Regions from separate parts of the Mus musculus genome. Here region 2 is linked to region 1. The links are chromatin contacts, called in public HiChIP or PLAC-seq maps. All regions are on one chromosome and are shown on one strand. Each heading gives the region's core, a stretch centred on a gene start, on an enhancer-like site or on the middle of the called end of the contact. The rest is flanking DNA. Distances are from core to core; before and after follow the strand shown.

Region 1 (3,395 bases), core at 524-3,023:
CCATGGGCACTGCATGCACAAATGTTCAGGGAGGGAGGGAGGGAGGGAGGGAGGGAGAGAGAGAGAGAGAGAGAGAGAGAGAGAGAGAGAGAGAGAGAGAGAGAACCCAGACACATGTATATAAAGAAAAAAAGAAAGAAAGAAAGAAAGTAAAAACTTTGGAATTAGAACTAAATCCAGAGTGTTCGTATGACCTGTGACCCCAGTGCTGGGGTTAGGAGACAGGAGACCCCTAGGCTCACTGCTCAGTCAGCCAGGCCAGGCAGAGAGCTCCTGGTTTGGTGGGAAACCATGACTCAAAAAATACAGTGGAAGTCATGCGTGGTGTCCATCACCTTTAATCCCAGCACTCAAGAGGCAGAGGCAGGAGGATCTCTGAGTTTGAGGCCAGTGTGGTCTATAAATCTAGTTCCAGGACAACCAGGTCTATACAGAGAAACTGTGTCTCAAAAAGAAAATAAAAGAAAAAAAGACAACAGTGAGGAGTGATACACACACACACAGACACACACACACACACACACACACATGCATGCATGTTCAAGGCTGACCTCAGTCACATAGTAAATTCAAAACTAGCCTGGGTCACAAGAGCTATTGTCTCAAAAAAAAAAAAAAAAAGAGGAAAGAGAGAATTCAGGAAGGGAAAATAGTGCCCACAGAGCAGACCCAACCTTTTGCACCCTCGCCCTGAAGAGCTTGGGGCAGTGTTCTGTGTGAAGAAGGGTCTTATAGAATCCCAACGTCCACTTGTGCAGTCACCGATCTGCCACACTCTGATCAGGGTGTAACAGAGAAGGCACAGGACCATCACCTCCAGGAGCTGTGCCTGCAGTGGGGTCATTCTCCTGGGTGTGATATTGTGGTGGTATGAGGACAAATCCTCAAGCCAGTGGCCAGCCAGGAAGAAGCAGAAACATTGTTTTTGGAAAAGCCACCCAGACACTATTTCTATCCACTCAGCACACATACTCAGATGACGCCATACCCGTCCCCACAGGTCCTGCTTCTCTGGCCTTGTGTGTCAAGTTACACATGGCTTGGAGCCCTCACTCAAGCTGAGGCATTCCACCACTCACTGGTGAGCTGGGCCTGTTTCTCTGTGGTAGTAATTCCCCTGGCCTACCTCGGGTAGCCAGTAGGACCTGGTTATCTTGGCTAATCACAGGGTTCTGGAGGTGTACAGACACCCCACCCCATCCCCGAGCCAGAGAGCACTCCAGGACAGCCATGGATGTGGGGAGACAAGAGGCTGTACCGGGTTTCTCCTGGCCCTGCCTGCACAGGAGGGGCTTGCCGTGGAGAGCACAGACCCAGAGAGCTGGGGAGCTTGCCATGAGCTTGGTATCCACAACTTCTCAGCCTTGGGCGTCAGTGTGCCCACATGAGAACGCACAGACCCCATCCCCATCCCTTGGTGAAACTACCAGGAAGTCCAAAGCTGCTTTACCCTCCAGGAGGGCCTGCCAGAGAAAATGAGGGGATCAGCTCTCCTCAGCTGGGGCCGGAGGGCATTTATACCTTTGGAATGACAGTCGTCCTGAACTAGGGTTCCAGGCCACTTATGACCTTATGTAACACACGCAAACTTTAGCGTCTGGGATGGCTATAGCCCCCATGGTCCCTTGCTGCCTGAGTTCCCCTGCTGTGGCCAGTGTACAGGCTGGGAGTGCTGGTCTGCGCTGATCACGTGGCTGTGGTCTCTCTCCTGCTTGAGTGTCTCTCACTGGTCTGGGGAGTTGGTGCCTGTCTCTGAGGAAGTGAGTCTGCAGCCCCAGGAGCCAGCCCAGACTGTAAGTAAGGCCAGCAAACGGAAGTGGATGGGTAGTACTGTGAAGCCAGTCTCATCGCTTGTCTCCTCCTTAAATCTCAAAGTAGACTCAGAAGAGGCTCGCTGGCGTCTAGACAGTTGTGTGACAGCAGGTCCATCCCTGTGACCGTGCAGTTACAGCCTCCCACTGTCCTTGCCAGCCTTGAAACCTCAGCCCAAACCTCTGTGTACGCAGTAGAACAGGGCAAGCTGGTGCTGCACCTGAGCTCACTCCAGCAGGACTTCTGGGAGAGTCCTGACAGCAACCCTGGGGTCCACAGAGACTTGAACTCCTGGGATGGGAGCCAGCTGGGCGGAGCTCCGCACCCCCACAGTTCCCAACAGACACACTCCACCCCACCATCATCCGGGACCCACTGAAGATGCTATTTACCCAAAGCCCACCAGGCCCCCTCCTCTCCCAGTCAGGGAGGCTGTGAGCGGCAGCTGCTCAGCTGCCTGCCTAGCGGGGCTTCCCCCGACCCTGAACTGGAGAGGAGGCTGGGCCCTTGAAGCTTTTCCCCAGTCACACAGCCCATGGCTGCTGAGCTCTTCAGCTGAGCTCTAGGCTGCAGCTCTTCCTTCCCCCACCTGGCTTGTAGGCCTGGTAGCTGATTGTTTAACTGCCCCTCCGTCCTGTCTTCACAGACCTCTCCCAGAATTCCTCCCCTTCCTCCCTGCTGGACCAGCTGCAGATGGGCTGTGATGGGGCCTCAGGCGGCAGCCTCAACATGGAATGTCGGGTGTGCGGGGACAAGGCCTCGGGCTTCCACTACGGGGTCCACGCGTGCGAGGGGTGCAAGGTACAGATGGACTGAGGGGCGTGGGGATTTGCCTGCTTCAGGTAGGACCCCGAAAATAGCTCCAGCAAAGCTCTTTGGTTCCTTAGAGGCCTGAGCTCTGGGTCATCCAAGGGAAGAAAAGACAGGTGTCCAAATGGACACCTGCCTACTGACCCAGCTATCCACTCAGACGCTGTGGATGGCCAGCTCTGGGGCCTGGGCTCCAGCAGGCAGGCAGGGAAAGAGCAAGCTTGGGCTGAGTGTCCATTGAAGTCAGTTTCCAGGGCCTTGGGTCTTAAGAGGATCTTTGGCAAGAGAGTGATGCTTCTAAGTTGTTCTAACGACACACCATCAGAATTTCACAAAGCGCCATCTGAAAGGATGGCGAGAGGCGGCTCAGTGCTGAAGAGCGCTTGCTGCTCTTCTGAGGATCCGAGTTTGATTTCCAGCAACCATGTCTGGTGGTTCAATCTCCTATTACCCCAGCTCCAGTCCTCTTCTGGCCTGAAGTCACCCACACTCAACATGCGTGCACGTGCCCACACACAGGTACACATGCGCCCACACGCAGGCACACATGCATTAAAGTATATCTTTCAAATTGCCATATGGGGTTGGAAATGTGCTTGCCTGCCTGGGAGAAGCCCTTGGTTTGAGCGACATCACCACAAAAACTGGGTGTGGTGCTATACACGGTAATCTTAGGGATTTGGAGCTAAAGGCAAGAAGATCAGCTCAAAGTTGGGCTGGAAAGATGGCTCAGCGGATAGAGCTGCTGCCTTAAGCCTGGTGACCCGAGTTCC
Region 2 (3,395 bases), core at 245-2,744, 130 kb after region 1:
CCCATACCCTCTTCTGGTGTGTCTGAAAACAGCTGCATATAATAAATAAATCTTAAAAAAACAAAACAAAACCAAAGACCTAAGTGAGATTCCCAGAGTCTGTAAAAAATTTCAGACATTCTCTTTCCGTGTGCTAAGCATCGCTGTGTGCAGGAAAGATGAATGAATGTCAGAAGAAAGCAAAAAGTAACCAGAAAGTCAGGATGTGACAAAGGCAGAGCAGGAAGGCAATTGCTGGGGCTGGAGACAGTGGGGAAGAGAACCTGCTGCTTGTGCCACAGAGCTGGGGTTCCATTCCTAGCATCTGTATGGAAGCCAGTAACTGTAATAACTGTCTGTGCCTCCAGCTCCTGGGGTCTAATGCCCTCTTCTGGCTTCCATGGGCACTGCATGGATACATTCAGACAAAAAAAGATATACACATAAAAATCTAAAAAGGAAAAAAAAAGGTTTTATTAATTTACATACGTGTGTGTTTGACTATATGCTATGCATGTACAGGTGCCCACAGAGGTCAGAAGAGGGCATCAGAGCCCTAGAACATGGAGTTACGTGGATTTTTTAAGTTGTCCAATTGTGTCTGGAAAATCAGCAGCTAGCCCAAGGTTGCCTGCACCTGATGTCCCAATCTTATTACCTGGGCGTCAGTGGTAGAAGAGGGGAATCATTTCTTCTCACTCTACGTGCACACTTACATACATAATAATACAAATTAGAGATCTTAGGTGACATTCCCGATTCCTCACACATACATGCATGCACCAATCACTTCAGGACATGATGGAATGTTAAGTCAGGAAAAATGAAGGGTCAGAGCTGGTAAACACAGCCCATGATTGTCTCCATGTACATGGAGAAAGGTCACCACAGGCTGGATTGTTTGGCTTCTGAACACTGGTGTGACAAGTCCTGCAAGGTTGCTGACGAGAGCTCGCAGCACCAGGGCCCTGGCAGGCCTCTGCACAGTAAGGACTTGCTCTGAGCGGATCCATGCAGAGGCGCCCGGTTCCTAGTAATCCCACTTCCCCTGCTCTGACTCTGGAAGACCTGTGGGTGCTTTTGACTTTGTATTCCATAGCACAAATACTCATTTCATAAATATTTAATACAAGCCACCATGACTCACTCGGGAGCTCAGCCTCTAGGGCTCAGGAGGTCTGCTGCTAATCTCATCCAGCATGATTTACAGGAAGCAAATGATCTACAATGGTCTCCAAGTGAACACAAGTGCACACAGGAGGCTTTTCTTAGGGATTTTTTTTTTTTTTTTTTTGGTAAAGAGAAACAAACAAGTTTAAAACTGGCAATATTTTCTCTTGACTTAAAAGTCTATGTAACCTGTAAGGGGGGTACTCCAACAAACCCCACAAAGTCAAAGCAAACCAAACTAGCCAAGTTCAGCTGTGCAATCCAGAGTGTAAGCACATCAAGTGAGTCTGGTCACTGCAGACATCACTTAAACTGAGCTCTGACTTATTGTTCTCTTACTGCCCTAGAGCAATTTTGTTTTGAAGAGCACAGAACACCCTGTTCTGAATGTGGCTGGCACATGAACTCGATGTGCTGACAGCAATTTGTTCTCCGATTAAAATGGGGGTGGGGAGCATACAGCAGTAACAAAAACTGAAATGTGAGAACCCCAAAACTGTACAGCTTGTATTTCAGGAAGCAAAACTGAGGAAGAGGCTGCAACTTTTTAAAAAAAGTGCTGTAAATGCCCCAGCCTAAGATGTGAGCTCGGTGAGCGCCTGCTTTCCCTTTTCTAATTATAGTAGCTGGTGTCTGATAGCTCTGCACTCGTCCCCAAAGACTGGGTGATGGGCTCTGAACGGCAGTGTTGTAATGGCATCACTACTAGGAAAGACTGGTCATCTGGCTAGCAGAACCCAGGGTGGGACCAGTCAATGACACTGGGCAAGGGTTCCCAGGAGAGTGGATGTTATTATGCCCCAAGAAGGCAAGCCGGGACTCTTGTAAAGCAGCGAGGTACATTAACCACTGACCACAAGGACATCATTCCTGTCAGGCATGGTGCTCAGACTCCCCCCACACAGCCTCCCTTCCTGCTCTAACTCAGGGGAAGGGTGCACTGCGAGCCAGACCCTAGCCCAGGGCAGGCGCGGGTCCTGACTACTGGAATGGCTTTTATGATCTTAACTGCTCTTCCTTTTACAACAGCAGAGGACTTGAGCACACCTCAACATTAGCCAGTGTCATTCTGCCGCCTAACAACTCTGTCTGTGGTCTCTCCTCCGTTGGTGAGATGATCCTGGCTAGCCTGAAACTGCTAGCAGAAGCGAAGCATTCCAAAGCTAAGTGTAGTGGCGTCTGGCAAGCAGAGGCAAGAGGATCCCAGCCTGTTTGAGAGCAGCTAGGGCTTCATAAAGAGCTGGGAGGTTGAGAGCTACCTGGTGAGACCTGTTCTCAAGCAAACACACATAGCAGCAACAACAACAGGGAGTTTTAAGTACTGAGGAGCTTGGTGATAGGACTCAGAGTAGAGTGCTTACTCCGCACTCTTGAAGCACGAGGTATGAGTCCCAGACCCACACAAAGTAAATAACTAAGAGTTTAGAGTGGGCATAGTGGCACGGGCACTTTGGGGGATTATCACTCAACTCAAGAGGCAGAGAGAGGCAAGAGGACCAGTATTTCAAGGCCAGCCTTAGTGACAGGAGACCTTGTCTCTGAAGAAAACAAAGGGGCTGGACAGATGGCTTGGCTGTTAGCACTTGTTGCTCTTGTAGAGAGGGCCTGGGTTCAGTTCCTAGCAGCCACAAGTGGCTCACAACTACCTATCACTCCAGTTCCAGAGGATAGGATGCCCTCTTCTGCCCTCCTCAGGCACCAGTCATACATATGGTACACAGACATACACGCAGGTAAAGCATGCATAAGCATACAACTGATTTTTTTTTTTAATTGTAAAAGAGAAAAAAGAAGACAGGCGCTACATTAAAGCATTTGAACAGAGCTGGCATTTCATTCATTCATCTGTTCATAGGCAAGCAGTGCATTACGTGTGGGTGTGGAGATGAACTCAGGGAACAACATACAGGGTTATTCCTCACATTAGTAGGGAGGTGCCCTCCAATGAACACTTTAGGATCCCTGTAAGAATGCACTTTTGTCCCACACAGTTGTCAAGTACAAGGAAGAGTCCCAGCAGGCCAGCCCAGAGCTCCACACTGCCTTTGTATGCCACAACACTTAGCACACAGCTCAGGACCCCTATATAAGTATTTACTTAATGACTAATCTGAAAGCAGAGAAAACAGTGGCAATTTACACCAATTTATAGGATTTTTCCTTTCTGAATCTATCAGTCAACATCCTTATTTATTTACTTATTTTTGGTTTTTTGAGACAGGGTTTCTCTGTATAGTCCTTGCTGT

Evidence for each region. HiChIP or PLAC-seq counts read pairs in DNA pulled down with a chosen protein or histone mark.
Region 2: a contact with region 1 is called in an H3K27ac HiChIP or PLAC-seq map of microglia, with 2.7 times the contacts expected there. The contact joins two enhancer-like sites. A contact is called at or near these places in 1 of 115 datasets of contacts at active chromatin or transcription factors (microglia) and 2 of 9 other capture datasets (liver and pancreatic islet).

What each region holds. Positions count from the first base shown.
Region 1 is chr17:28,292,883-28,296,277 of GRCm38.p6, forward strand. It overlaps Ppard (peroxisome proliferator activator receptor delta), which reads left to right. Exons shown (of 8, transcript NM_011145.3): 4 at 2,459-2,613. Among named protein-coding and RNA genes, the nearest start is that of Fance, 19 kb to the right of the region's middle. Within about 2 kb of position 1,774, at least 86 of the 459 cell types and tissues checked have an H3K27ac peak or open chromatin away from gene starts, as enhancers often do. A contact at or near this core is called in microglia, where this site is marked.
Region 2 is chr17:28,418,802-28,422,196 of GRCm38.p6, forward strand. All of the region lies in intron 5 of Fkbp5 (FK506 binding protein 5), which reads right to left. Among named protein-coding and RNA genes, the nearest start is that of Gm22146, 26 kb to the right of the region's middle. Within about 2 kb of position 1,495, at least 132 of the 459 cell types and tissues checked have an H3K27ac peak or open chromatin away from gene starts, as enhancers often do. A contact at or near this core is called in microglia, where this site is marked.